2 separate regions of the Sus scrofa genome follow, and region 2 is linked to region 1. A link is a contact called in public Hi-C data. All regions are on one chromosome and are shown on one strand. The core of a region is the stretch at or near the end of the contact, and the rest is flanking DNA. Distances in the headings are between cores, read along the strand shown. Region 1 overlaps STX3 (syntaxin-3). Region 2 overlaps OSBP (oxysterol-binding protein 1).

Region 1 (7,442 bases), core at 1,814-4,313:
TTCCTTTTTAGGGCCGCACCCATGGCATACTGAAGTTCCCAGGCTGGGGCTCCAATCAGAGCTGCAGCTGCCAGCCTACGCCACAGCAACCCCAGATCCAAGCTGTGTCTGTGCCCTACACCACAGCTCATGGCAGTGCTGGATCCTTAACCCACTGAGCAAGGCCAGGGATTGAACCCTCCTCCTCATGGATACTAGTCAGGTTCGTTACCTCTGGGCCACGATGGAAACTCTGAACTTGAATTTTTAGATTCGGCACCTGCCAATTTCCAACCAGTCCTGCCCCTCAGTCTTTGGTTATCTGGCGAATGCACAAAAGGAAATTAGTTTGCATGTACCTACTGCCATGAAATACCCAGAAAGTCACTTTTGAGAAAAACTAATATTTCCAAGAAAAAACAGAGACACAAAGTTCAAGGAAAAAAAAAAAAAAAAAGCTCTGTGATTGGCCAGTTGCCCATCCTGAAGTCCTGAAGGAGTTTGATGAACTGACTAAATTACTCAGTTACTAAATCAGAGTCCCTGAGATACTCGCAAATGAGGAGGTTGATGAGGACAGAGGGAAAAGGGCAGCGGCAGTGGGGGAGGGGGGGTGGAGGTTGGGGGGAGGGGAGACCTCTGACGTGGAAGGTCCTGCAGGTGGGTTGAGGACGGTGCCTGGGCCCAGTTCTGCCTGTCTAGCTCTGTGAGCCATTTACTGTCGGGTCTCCAAGTGTCTGGAGTGACTCTGAGCTTGGGGTCCAACAGCTTCATGCCACCAACTTCCTACCTCGTCTTATTATCACTGATCAAACTTGGGGTCCGCAGGTTCTTTATGAAATAATGTTTCGGGATGTGTCTTCCAAAACATCCTGTCCATTGAACATACAAAACCTCAGGCCTCCAGCTTTGCCCAAAGATGGCAATTAGTACAGTTGTTAAACTCATTTTAAAATGGTGAGTACAGAGAGTTCCCGTCGTGGCGCAGCGGAAATGAATCCGACTAGGAACCATGAGGTTTCAGGTTCGATCCCTGGCCTCGCTCAGTGGGTTAAGGATCTGGTGTTGCCCTGAGCTGTGGTGTAGTTTGCAGATGCAGCTCGGATTTGGCGTTGCTATGGCTCTGGTGTAGGCCGGCGGCTACAGCTCTGATTAGACCCCTATCCTGGGAACCTCCATGTGCTGTGGGTGCGGCCCTCAAAAGACCAAAGACGAAAATAAATAAATAAAAAATAAGATGGTGAGAACATTTTATTCTAGAAAGCCTTTTTTCTTGTTTCTGTTTTGTACATTGTATTTGCTCTGGCAAGATAGTCATGTGATGGAAGTGAAAACATGGGGCGATGCAGTGACATTTTATGAGCTATAAGAGGAACCAGTGTTTGATGTGAGAGATAAAGAGAGAGGGAAGGGTAAGGTGGCCATTTCTGGGTCCCCCGAGGGCCTCATTATGAGGTGGTTATAGCCCAAAGCCACTGGCATTCACAGGTGATAACATAGGCGTTATTTATTTATTTATTTATTTTTACTGGTCAGGTGGGCTTGGGATGCTGCTAAAAGTGAGCGTATGGGGAAGCCAAAAACATTATCTTAACTCTAATGGAAAAATGGTCCCAGTTGGACCCTGGAGGGCACTGTTTGAGTGCTGTTCCTTCCACCACCTCTGTGACCTTTTTAACCCTTCATTTCCTTATTGGAAAAATGGTCCCAATGCAGTGTTGTGATTTGTTTGGCCAGCATTTAAAATGCTTCACAAATGTCTGGGTAGGTCCTTGTATTTGTCCTTACACTCTGCTGATATGATTGCATTGAGATGTTATTCCATATCTTCAAGCAAGCGATTCTCTTGTCAAACTATGGTGCGTTCAAGCCAATTTATTTGTAGAAGGCGGAGTCCATGTCCCAGTGGCAAAAATACTTATTGGAGGGGTAGAGAACTCAAGTTTTACTTCTCGACTTTCTTTGCAATTGGGAGAGCCATGACTAGGTTTTTGAAAACAAGTGAATTATTCACTGGAAGAAAGAGCATCTTGAGTTGTATTTTCATTGCATCTTGGGTGTTAAGATCTTACTGTTTGGCGTTTTACCAGATTTCTGTTGTTGACTGTGGCAGCGCTGATGTGCTCCTCATTGTGGAAGTGTGGCAGGTGATATGGGGGGCGGTTCTGAGGTCCCTGGCATGGGCTGCCTCCTGCACTTGTGCCGTGACCACCTCAGCAGGGGCCGTGGGGCAGGGGCGCCCAGTGCCTTTTGAGAGGGAGCTGAGGCTGCACTTAACGCTCAGCAGAGTCCTGGATGGTGTGCTATCTGGGAGTGAGGTGCGGCTGGAAGTCCTTTCTGATGCACACTGTACAGTCAGGAACCTCAGGAATGGCAGAAATGGTCCATGGCTCCAGCCCCCTGGGTCCTGATCATCTGAGGCCGTCAGCCAGTGAGAGGTATTTGCCCAGAACTGGAGCTGGCCCGTCTCCCCAGATGGTCACTGCTTCCTCTCTCTTTCTCTTCCTCTGTTTTTCTCTTCCTCTTCCTCTCATTCTTCTTTCTCTGTTTCTCACCCTCTAGGTCTGTTCTCTCCCTTTCTTTTCTTTCCCTCTTTCCTTTTTACCTCTCTCCCATCCTCACTCTCTGACGTTCCCAGTTTTAGAGGAGCTGAGCATCAGCCTGAGAAGGTTTCATGACCCTTCCCTCTGGTTCCTCATGAGTCTTTCTGGCCGGAATCCTCTCAGTCAAGGTGAGCAGGTGTATTCCTCTCAGGGAGCGATGAGGACAGATCTTCAGTGACTGCTCTGACTACGGAGAGGGTCGTCACTGGGCTCACGGGTCCTCAGAAGACCTTTCTCGCCACCGTCTTCTTCCACAAACCCAGAAGGCGGGCAGAAAGTTCTGCTACCTTTCATTCCGGACATGATCATAGCTGTATTCTCCCTCTTGTCTTTCTAATTTTAGATTGAGGAAACTCGACTCAACATTGACAAGATCTCAGAGCATGTGGAGGAAGCTAAGAAACTCTACAGCATCATTCTCTCTGCGCCCATTCCAGAGCCAAGTGGGTGTTGACTCAGGGCTGAATCACCCGACCATGACCCTTGGCCACTGGGGCTGGGCCTCGGCCAGCAGGGGAGGGGATGTGTTACCTCACACTGATGTCTGGATCACGTCATCACCCACCCCCCCTCACCCACTTCTGACTCACACTGCCCTGACCGCCATCAGCGCTTCTCTTCATGGTTCCCCTCAACCTGTTTTGCCAAACCTCTGCTTCCCAACCCTCTGTCTCATGACTGGCAATGACTCTGCTGCTCAAATACCTCATCTCTGCCCCACCGCTGCTCTTGTGCCATTTCCTCCACCTGAAATGCCCCCCCACCCCCCCCCATTTTTCCATGAACTGTTTTTATTCTGTAAGTCTGAGTAGGGTGCCTGGAAAAAAAATGCCTGTTAAAAATAAGCCCTCTGTGATCCTAAGGAGGATGCCTGGGGAGCCCACCGGGATGTGCGCTGCTCTGGGTGGAGAGCGCTGAAAAAGCACCCCATCTCTTCCATTGATTGTTGTAGCTGACTAAGCAATCAGTCTTTTCTACCTGCCTGATTCCACCTGCCTTTTTTTTTTATCCAGAAACCAAGGATGACCTGGAGCAGCTCACGACTGAGATCAAGAAAAGGGCCAACAACGTCCGGAACAAACTGAAGAGTAAGAAGGCAGCAGGGGGTTCAGGCAGCTCCCCCCTCCCACCCCCATCCATCTCACGGCCTCTGGGTCCAACTCTTCTGGACCGAGACTCTTCCCGATGGGAGTGACACTCTTTGTGCCATCTTTGTTCGTGGTCTGGGCACTGTCCCTGGAATAGACCTATTCTAGTCCCAGAAATTCTGTCTGCTCTTGGGTCATGACTGTGGCTGGAGGAGTCCGGAGTGGAAGTTTGGAGGCGGGAATGAAAGTGTGCTTTCAGCTGCTGAATATTTGTGTGACTTGGTCCTTAAACTTAGTCCGTCAACTTTTTTCCTCCTGGTCCCGATTCTTCGGCACCTGCAGACACATGAATAGTGGTGTTGGTTATCTCTGGATGCCGGAGAGGTTGTTCAGTCTACAGATATTTCTTGGGGACCAGGTGTCTCACCCTCCATTTCCACCACCCCCACCCCTTGGCTTAGGGCATTCCTCGGTGAAGCCACTCTCATAGAGTTGGTTCCCCTGGGGCCCAGAAGTCATAAGTCATTTGCATTCTTGCCTCATTGTATTTGGTGACGAGTGCTTGCTGTTGGTCAGAGTATGAAAGTGGCATTGCTCAGCCTAAGTAATCAGTTCTCAGCCAAAGCAGACGGCGCTACCTGTTTTCACGGGGGTGGAGGTGGAGGTTGCTAGTGGCAGCTTCCATCTGTAGCACCGATCATGTGCCAAGCCCTCAGTGGGCATCCTTCTTTCATTTCCACATCAGAATCGCCAGAGAGGGGCACTGCTCTTTATTCCATCTTACAGATGAGAGAATGGGAACACAGGTTAAGTGGCTTTTCCAGAGGTAGACGGCTAGTAGGTGGCGGGGCAAGGATTTGAGCCCATGTCTCTTGATGACAGAGACAGAGTGGCTGACCCCTGAGCTGAGATGTAGCTGAGGAAGGCCTGTGCCTGGGAAAGGCGTGGAGTGTGCGTCCTGTGGCTCACGAGGGAGCTGGCCTTCCGAGACGGGGCCTGCCTGCTGTCACGTCTCCTGGCCCAGGTGTGAGAATGAGAGTCAGGGTTGCATTGTGCAGCGTGTGTCCTGGCAGAGAGCAGCAGATGCCTTGCTAGAACGTCCTTCTCTCCCACCCAGGCATGGAGAGGCATATCGAAGAAGACGAGGTCCGGTCGTCAGCAGACCTTCGGATTCGGAAATCCCAGGTGAGAGTTTCCCTGGTCTAACGATCATCTAGTCCGATCTTTTTTTTATTTATTTTTTTCCTAGCTTTTTAATCTATTTATTTTTATTTATAAAACTTTTTATTGAGGAGTTTCCGTTGTGGCGCAGTGGAAACGCATCTGACTAGTATCTATGAGGACGTAGGTTTGATCCCTGGCCTCGCTCAGTGGGTTAAGGATCCAGTGTTGCCAGGAGTTTTGGTGTAGGTTGCAGATGTGGCGCAGATCTCGCGTTGCTGTGGCTGTGGTGTAGGCCGGCAGCTGTAGCTCCATTTCAACTCCTAATCTAGGAACCTCCATATGCCACAAGTGTAGCCCTAAAAAGCAAAAAAAAAAAAAAAAAAAAAAAAAAAAATTTTTATTGAAGTATGGTTGATTTACAATATTGTGTTAGTTTCTGGTGCGTAGTAGCAAAGCGATTCAGTTTGTATATATGAATTAAGGAGGCTCTTCAGGGGAGTTCCTGTCGTGGCTCAGTGGTTAATGAATCCAACTAGGAACCATGAGGTTGCAGGTTCGATCCCTGGCCAGTGGGTTAAGGATTCCGTGTTGCCGTGAGCTGTGGTGTAGGTTGCAGATGCCGCTCGAATCGCGCGTAGCTGTGGCTCTGGTGTAGGCTGGCGGCTACAGCTCCGATTTGACCCCTAACCTTGAACCTCCATATGCCTCGGGAGTAGCCCAAGAATGGCAAAAAAGACCAAAAAAAAAAAAAAAAAAAAAAAAAAAAAGAAAGAGGCTTTTCAGACTTAATGGGGGGGGGGGCAGTTGAGTGTTTTATTTATTTATTTATTTTTTTGTCTTTTTGTCTTTTGTTGTTGTTGTTGTTGCTATTTCTTGGGCTGCCCCCGCGGCATATGGAGGTTCCCAGGCTAGGGGTTGAATCGGAGCTGTAGCCACCGGCCTACGCCAGAGCCACAGCAACGCAGGATCCGAGCCGCGTCTGCAACCTACACCACAGCTCACGGCAACGCCAGATCGTTAACCCACTGAGCAAGGGCAGGGACCGAACCCGCAACCTCATGGTTCCTAGTCGGATTCGTTAACCATTGCGCCACGACGGGAACTCCGAGTGTTTTAAATTAGTGGGGTAGGAGTTCTCATCATGGCTCAGAGAAACAGTATCCACAAGGACGCAGGTTTGATCCCTGGCCTCGCTCAGTGGGTTAAAGATCCAGCACTGCCATGAGCTGTGGTGTAGGTTGAAGACATGGCTTGGGTCTGGCCTTGCTGTGGTTGTGCTATAGGCTGGCAGCTATAGCTCCAATTCAGCCGCTAGCCTGGGAACCTCCATATGCTGCAAGTGTGACCCTAAAAATACCAAAAAAAAAAAAAGTAGTAAGGTGTGGTTAGTTGGGGTGAGTATCCTGGGAGATATGTATATATTTCTTTCTCAGATTCTTTTTCATTATGGGTTATTATAAGATATTGGATATAGTTCCCCTGCTGTACAGTAAATCCTTGTTGTTTATTTCATATACAGCAGTGTGTATCTGTTAATCCCAGACTCTTAATTTATTCCCCCCCCTTTCCCTTTGGTAATTATAAGTTTGTTTTCTATGTCTGTGAATCTGTTCATTTGTATTATTTTTTAGAATCCAACTATAAGTGATATCATATAATATTTGTCTTTGTCTGACTTACTTAGTATGATAATCTCTAGTTCCATCCTTGTTGTTGCAAATGGTATTATTTCATTTTCATTCCTTTTCATGGCTGAGTAGTGTTTCATGGTATGTATACGTACCACTTCTTCACCTGTTCATCTGTTATTTCCCTGTCTTGGTTATTATAAATAGCATTGCTCTGAACATAGGGATGCATGTATCCTTTTGAATTAGTTTTGTCCAGATAGATGCCCACGAATGAGATGGCTGGGTCATATGGTAGTTGTATATTTAGTTTTTAAAGGAACCTCCATACTGTTTTCCGTAGTGGCTGCATGAATTTACATTCCCACCATCATGTAGGGGGGTTCTCTTTTCTAGCAGTGGAGTCTTAAAAAAAAACAAAAAAACAAAACAGCTCTTGTTTGGAATTCAGTTTGAAGAGCTGGTAGAGGAGAGCTGCCCAGGTTGAAGTAGGGGACGGGGTCGAGTCTGGCCCTGGTGGCCCCTCTCACACTCTCCTCTAGGGAGGCCTCTGAGGCTCCCAGAGGCAGCTTAGGGTTGAGCGTGCCTCCCTGGTTTACAGCTGAGGAAACTAAAGTGTTCCTTCCGAAGATTGTTGGTCATCATTTGTCCTGTTTGGTGGTCATCAGACACATGATCCTTGTCCTTGAAGAAATGGCACGATGTTCAAGTGGCACAAGGAAACTTGACACAAGACCCCCAGGAAAGCCGTGTAGAAAGACATGCTGAAACGCACATGCCCTCAGCCTCAGATGAGCTCGGGGAGATCTGGGGTGCCCAGAGGCGGCTGGGCCATGGATGGGCAAGAGTGCCACTGTGGGAGTTCCCCTTGTGGCTCAGTGGGTTAAGAACCCAACATAGTGTGCATGAGGTTGTGGGTTTGATCTTTGGCCACAACAAAAAAGTAAAAAGAGTGCCACCATGTACAGGCCCAGGAAGAG
Region 2 (7,442 bases), core at 3,154-5,653, 200 kb before region 1:
GAGGTGCCACCTAACACTGATCAGTATGACTATCATTAATAAGTCTACAAATGACAAATGCTGGAGAGGGTGTGGAGAAAAGGGAACCCTCCTGCACTGTTGGTGAGAATGTAAATTGGTACAACCACTATGGAAAACTGTATGGAGGTATCTCAGAAAACTAAATATAGAACTACCAATATGATCGAGCAATCCCACTCCAGGGCTTCTATCTAGACAAAACTTTCATTGAAAAATACAGGTGCCCCCTATGGTCATTGCAGCACCAGTCACAATAGGCAAGACATGGAAACAACCTGAATGTGCGGTGGACAGAGGGATGGATTAAGAAGATGTGCTGCATATACACAATGGAGCACTACTCGCCCATAAAAAGAACAAAATAATGCCATTTGCAGCAACATAAATGGAACTATAGAGTCTCATACTAAGTGAAATAAGTCAGAAAGAGGAAGACAAATACCATATGATATCATTTATATCTGGAATCTAATATATGGCACAAATCAACCTAGCCACCAAAAAAAAACAAAAACAAAAAACCTCTTGGACGTGGAGAACAGACTCGTCGTTGCCAAGGGTGAGGGTGAAGGAGTGGGATAGACTCGGAGTTTGGGGTTGGTAGATCCAAACTATTGCATTTTGAGTGGATAAGGCAATGAGATCCTGCTGTGTAGCACAGGGAACTGTATCCAGTCACTTGTGATGGAAAAAAAAAGATGTATGTATATGTGTCACTGGCTCACTTTGCCATACAGGAGAAATTGACAGACTATTGTAAATCGATTATAATTAAAAATTTTAAATAAAAAATAAAAATAAATCATGTCTTTTTTCATGTCAGCTATGTAGACCTATTTCATTCTTTTTAATCCAAGCACAGTATTGGATTGTATGGGTATAATACAATCAATTTAATAAAATTCCTCATTATGGATATTTCGATGTTTTTCCTAGTTTTCAGTATTAAAGACAGTTCTGCAATGACTACCTTTTTGTATTTGTTTTTCAAGGCAGACTTTTCAAGATCAAAATATATGAACATTTTGAATTTTTCAGATATTGTCAAAACAGGGTCAAGAAATCTATGGAAAAGGACAGACAGGTAGGGAGGGAGGGGGGAAGGGGAGGAGGGGAAGGGGGGAGAGAGGGAGGGACTGGGAATTTGGGGTTAGTAGATGCAGATGATTACTTTCAGAATGGAGAAGCAATCAGGTCTTGCTGTACAGCACAGGGAACTAGTGGATAATCACTTGTGATAGAATATGGTGGAAGATAATATGAGAAGAAGAATGTGTATATATATGTGACTGGGTCACTTTGCTGTATAGCAGAAATTGGCCAAATATTGTAAATCAAATACTTGAATTTAAAATTTTTTAAATAAAAAAATTAAAAACTTGAAATATATAAACATTGTCAAAAAGTGGAATTGGCTCAGACATATCTTTCTCAAACTCTGAGAAGCAAGCTGCGGCTAAATAATATTCCCCAATATACTGATTTTATCCTACCTCTTCCTCCCATTTCATAATCTCGCAACCCTTGCATTCATATCTATGTCTACATAGTACAGAGTTAATTACATATATAATTGCAGTAGCCCTAACCCTGATTGAATCGTAATGCCTTGCAGATGGGTCTTAGGGTGATATAGATAGATAAATAGATAGATATTTTTCTTTCTTGCTTTTTTTTTTTACAGGGCCACATGGGCAGCATATGGAAGTTCCCAGGCCAGGGGTCGAATTGGAGCTACAGCTGCCAGCCTATGCCACAGTCACAGCAACACGGGATCCAAGCCGCATCTGTGATCTACACCACAACCCACAGTAACACCGGATCCCTGACCTACTGATCGAGGCCAGGGATTGAACCTGCATCCTCATGGATATAGTCAGATTCGTTTCCGATGTGCCACAATGGGAACTCCGGATGATATATTTTTTTAACTTGCAGGTGATTTTAATGTACAGCTACTCTCAGCATCCCATCCCTCACTTCTCACAAAAATGTAGCCATTGTATTTTTCCCCATGTTTTTAATTGCTTACTCAACCTCTCCACAGGCACCTCCAACTTAGAATGTCCAAAAATAAACACATCTTTCCCTCTAAAGTTGTTTAGCTTAACACCACCTTCCATCTAAGTTTCCCCAGCCAGAAAAATACAAATTCCCTCCTCCTTCCCACACTCCCTCCCCCTGCTCTCCACCAATAATCATACCCAAGTACTCTTCATTCCAATTCCATATTCCAAAATCCCTGCACTTCTTCATTCTCTTAACTTCTTCAGCCTCCTAATTGATCTTACTACCTATCGATCATTTTCCACACTGGAACCCATCATCTTGCTTACAAATCTTTCACTGGCTCCCTCGTGAAAACAAAAACCTTCTTTATATGGTCTGCAAAGACTTCCATAACTTGGACCTTACGCTTCTCCAGTACCGTGTCAGTGTTCTCTCCTCGATTCTGTGCTCCAGCCATTCATGCAGCCTTCCAACCTCAGGATGCTTTCCTTTACTGTGCTCTTCGTCTTTATCCATGCAGTATTTTTGTTTTTGTTTTTAATTAAAGTATAGTTAATTTACAATGTTGTGTTAATTTCTGCTGTACAGCAAAATGATTCAGTTATAATACACTTTTTAATATTCTTTTCTATTATGGTTTATTCCAGGATATTGAATATCGTTCCCTGTGCTGTATAAGCAGACCTTGTTGTTTATCCATTTTATGTGTGATAGTTTGCATCTGCTAACCTCAAATTCCCAGTCCAGCCCTCCCTGACCTCCCCTCCCCCTTGGCAACCACAAGTCTGTTTTCTAGGTCTGTGAGTCTGTTTCTATTCCTAGATAAGTTCATTTGTGTCATATTTTAGATTCCACATGTAAGTGATAGTATATGATATTTGTCTTTCTCTTTCTGATTTCACTTGGTATGATAATCTCTAGGTTTATCCATGTTGCTGCAAATGGCATTATGTCATTCTTTTTTATGGCTGAGTAGTGTTCCAGTGTGTGAGTGAGTGTGTGTGTGTGTATACCGCATCTTCTTTGTCCACTCCTCTGCCAATGGACATTAAGGTTTTTTCCATGTCTTGGGTATTGTGAGCAGTCATGCAGCATTTTTATACATTGCTCTTCCCCTAACCCCTATTAAACCTGCAACTCTTGATTCAGATACATTCTCCTAGTTCTAGAAGCTTTGTCTGATATGTCTTTGTCCCTTCTCTCCCACTCCCTATAATCTTGTTACCTTGCTACATTGTTTTCACACCATTTATCAAACTAGCTTGTCATAATTGCCTGTTTATCTGAGCTCTTAATTTCTTTCTTTCTTCCTTCCTTTCTTTTTTTTCTTTCTTTTTCGGCTGATCCCTTGGCATGCAGAAGTTCCCAAGCCAGGGATCAAACCTGAGCCACAGCAGTGACAATGCTGAATCCTTAACCATGAGGCTACCAGGGAACCCCTCTGAGCATTTTTTTTCCCCCATTTGTATCCCTAATGTATTCCTCAATTATCTTGCTGAAAGTAGAGCAAACCCTTGAAATTTATAGGTTTAACATTTGTGTAGGTCTTCGGAGATTTTTGGCACGTGTAATAGTATATAATTTTGAATCACATGTAGACACCTCAGGATTTTAGACCCATCATGTCACAGTCACCCATTAAAGGAATAAAGGAGGAATTATTACAATTTTTCAGGCACATTTGACAGCCCCTGTTGGAGGGAACTACATTCCACATGGTATTCAAGGTTGAGGGATGCAGCTCCCACAACTGTCAAGGGTCTACTGCAGTGGTTTTTAGCTTGCCAGAAAAAAAAAAAAAAAAAGAGGGGAGTTCCCGTAGTGGCGCAGTGGTTAACGAATCCGACTAGGAACCATGAGGTTGCGGGTTCGGTCCCTGGCCTTGCTCAGTGGGTTAACGATCTGGCGTTGCCGTGAGCTGTGGTGTAGGTTGCAGACGCAGCTCGGATCCCGCGTTGCTGTGGCTCTGGCGTAGGCCGGTGGCTACAGCTCCAATTGGACCTCTAGCCTGGGAACCTCCATATGCCGCGGGAGCGGCCCAAGAAATAGCAAAAAGACCAAAAAAAAAAAGAGGGAAAACAAAGTCGTTGATACTTCACACCAAGCCCACTGATGGGAACTGGGAAGATGACTTGAGCAGATAAGTGGTTATCCCAAGAAGCAGGTTAGAAAAAACCATCCCTGGTGATAAAGCTAATTTTGTGGGAGCATGTTCCTTCCTTGAGGTGGGACTCCCAAAATGATATTATCCACATTAATAAGCTTTTAGAAACAGAAATATGCATTTCTGCGTGATGTATAATCCAGGAGGAAATGACTATCAGCTGCGTTCCAACCCAGTATCTCACAGCACACAAGGTTGGAAAGGTCACAAACTCCAGGGTTAAACAAACCCAGCTTTGAATTCCAGTGCTGTGACTAACCAATCAGCCATGTGACCAGGAGTGAATTAATCCAAGTTGGGGTATTTTTTGAGCAACTTTCTTTATATTCGACAAGACAATTTTAACATTTACCTCTTAAAATTGTTTAAGAGGAAGCCAGGAAATGTTCAGACTCAGTTCTCAGCATTCTGGACACAGAAGCAGATGTGCAGCGGACGTGGGGGCCCCCCTCAGGGCAGGTATTGGCACTGGCCCTCATCTAAGGCCTCTCCAGTCCCCTCCAGTCCCTTTGCCCACCTGTCCCCTCCCTGAACATTACAGAGAAAACCTAAACAAGCATCTTCACTGTTCTTACTTCTGTCCAAGGTCTGCGAATCAACACTCAATTGCTTATGTTTCAAAATACAGAATCTGAGTTACCACATGGGAGAGCTAAGAGCCTGAGAATTAAATGGGCAAGATTTTTTTTTTTATTTTTTTATTTTAGGGCCCCACTTTCAGCATATGGAAGTTCCCAGGCTAGAGAAGGGTCGAATCAGAGTTACGGCTGTCAACCTGCACCATGGCTACAGCAACATAGGATCTGAGCTTTGTCTGTGACCTACACCACAGCTTACAGCAATGCTGGATCCTTAACCCACTGAGTGAGGGCAAGGATGGAACCGGAGTCCTTATGGATACTATTCGGACTTGTTACACTGAGCCGCAATGAGAACTTGCAAGACTTTTATCTTGGGGGTGACGCAGGCCCAGTATCAAAAACTCTGTAAACTATCCCCCAATGCCAATGTGGGACACAGATGATGACATTATCCTGAAGCATCAGGGGCTGTTAAAACCACTCTTCTGGTCATGGGACCTCCAGAATGCTGTTGAGCAGTCAAAACATCTGTAAACCCTTGCCCAGTTTTTCTCTCAGTTTCCCATGGAGATCAAGTTCCTGGACTCCCAAGAACAAATCACTGTGGGTCCAGCTCTCCACCTCCTCCCGCCTCCTACCTGGTAGACGTGGAAGTGAATCAGACAAACAATATGACTTTTTAAAAATTATTTAATTTAGTAGTTTTCTTGGAAAAAAAACAATAAGGCAAAAAAACCGAAAATATATATCGTTTTGTTTTGTTTTCACATGACTTTATTTCACCTGAAGGACTCGAAGCTTCTTCCATTAGCAGGAATCTGACTGGGGGGTCAGGCTGGAAATGTAGTGCAGATAGATGGTGGAGGGGTGGGGGAGTACATCGGGGACGTTGCTTAGCTGGGGAGTTCCCACTCCGTCTGAAGCCCCCCTCCTTAGGTCATCGCCTTCACAGGCCTCCTTGAAAGAAGCTCCCAGGAGGTGCCCCTCTTGAGTTCATCACAGCTAGGAAGGGAGAGGCGGGGGGTGGGAATGAAAGTACTACTTCGCCAGTGTCAATCCAGTCACCCCGAGCGGGATGGCTTCCTCTGGAATGATACTCTCCCTCGGACCCCCACCAGCTGAGGCTCAGCAGTTAAGGAACAGAAATGAAAAAACGCTAACAAAAAGCATACAAGGAAGGCACCTCAATTTGTGATCCTCAACCAAGGGTGGGTGGCACGGGGGCTAGGTTTCTGAACAAGACAACTTAAACAAATGCCAAACGGAAAAAAAGGAAGGAAACCAGGGCCCGACAGGAGCAGTTCTCTTGCCAACCCCACGTGCCCGGTGTTTTTAGCCCCGATTCCTGGGAAGAAGGCTCTTTTGGGGAATGAGCTGTCTGGTGCTGTGATTTGGCCAGAGGCCAGCTTAAACCCGAAATGACCCTCCGGACTTTCTACCCAGACCCTTCCTAATGAAAGGAGGAAAAACGGTAGGAAAGAGGTTAGGATTTCATTTTCAAGAGTCAGGTAATTAGGAGAGCAGAGCTTGGACAGTGGTGGGTGCCCCATGATACCAACCATGGATAAAGTCCCTGCTCAGTAACTGCTGGATGGGGTCCTGCTCAGGTTTTGAGTGTCTGACCCTGAAAGATGGAAAGCAGAGGAGGCTCCAACCCACATCAGTGTGTCCAAGAGAGTCTCCCAGGGAGACAAGTGGTATCAAAAAAACAAGATTCTTAATGGGAAGAAGGAAAATCAAACCAAAAAAAAAAAAAAATTAGATTTTTCTCTACATATATATAATATACAGATATTTAACACATTATTCCAGAGGTGGCTCCAGTCCACGGGGCTTGAGAGATGGTGAAAACTTATTCCAAAGCATCTCCTTCTCGCAGATTCTGAAGGGTATCAGAACGGGACAGGTAATGCTTTGCTCCAGACTGGGGCCCAAACCTGGATTGGTACTGTGCCGGGAGAGAGAAGAGGAAAAGGCAGTGAAGGACGGGGGTGAGAAGGGACAGCAAAGCTGAAGTGGCCAGCAAGTCTCTTTCCATCCTGCCTGTGTTCTCAGAAGTTCTCTGCCTGAGCGAGTCCGTAAAACCCCTTTGTGAGGATAAAGCAACCCTCCTACCACCGACCACCCCAGTGGCCCTGGTTGCTGTCAAAGAAGATGGAGAACAGCAGCAGGGTGTTTTACGCGAGTGAAGATCATCGAAACTTCCAAGAATTTAACTCTGAACGTTCCAGCCCTCTGGCAAGCGTCCCAATACCAGTTTTCTCTGCACGGACACCCCGTTAAGGGTCCCCGCTTGTGAACATTTCATAATGTTATGCCTAAGTTCCATCACAAGCATTCCCGATGCCTCTGCTGGTACGTCTCAACGTGTTTCTTTTTAAAGGGAACGTCTAAAATCAGCTTTTGCTCTGAACAGCACCAGAATGCCTCTGAATCATCACCTTCCGCAGATCTTGGCTGAGCAGGACGCTCTGAGGGGAGGGCGAATGACGTCATCTCAGATGGGGGCAGAGGGAGAAGGAAGAGCCCAGAGCACTCGCCTCTGCCCAAGTGGGATTACACTAACTTTCGGCCGCTACCCCTCTCCCTCCCGAGCACAGTATCTAGAATGTCGATTTCAGTTTCAATCAGCTAAGGCAACCAGCCAATCACCACCGATGGTGTCT

The links. A called contact is a pair of places that touch in the nucleus more often than the background predicts.
Region 2: a contact with region 1 is called in a Hi-C map of embryonic fibroblasts, with 1.6 times the contacts expected there. The contact joins two enhancer-like sites. A contact is called at or near these places in 1 of 47 Hi-C or Micro-C datasets (embryonic fibroblasts) and 1 of 2 datasets of contacts at active chromatin or transcription factors (alveolar macrophages).

What each region holds. Positions count from the first base shown.
Region 1 is chr2:11,708,197-11,715,638 of Sscrofa11.1, reverse strand. It overlaps STX3 (syntaxin-3), which reads left to right. Exons shown (of 11, transcript XM_021082987.1): 3 at 2,926-3,025; 4 at 3,596-3,670; 5 at 4,788-4,855. Among named protein-coding and RNA genes, the nearest start is that of MRPL16, 22 kb to the right of the region's middle. Within about 2 kb of position 3,063, at least 12 of the 83 cell types and tissues checked have an H3K27ac peak or open chromatin away from gene starts, as enhancers often do. A contact at or near this core is called in embryonic fibroblasts, where this site is marked.
Region 2 is chr2:11,909,667-11,917,108 of Sscrofa11.1, reverse strand. It overlaps OSBP (oxysterol-binding protein 1), which reads right to left. Exons shown (of 14, transcript XM_021082995.1): 14 at 5,449-7,442. Among named protein-coding and RNA genes, the nearest start is that of TRNAF-GAA, 4.3 kb to the left of the region's middle. Within about 2 kb of position 4,403, at least 15 of the 83 cell types and tissues checked have an H3K27ac peak or open chromatin away from gene starts, as enhancers often do. A contact at or near this core is called in embryonic fibroblasts, where this site is marked.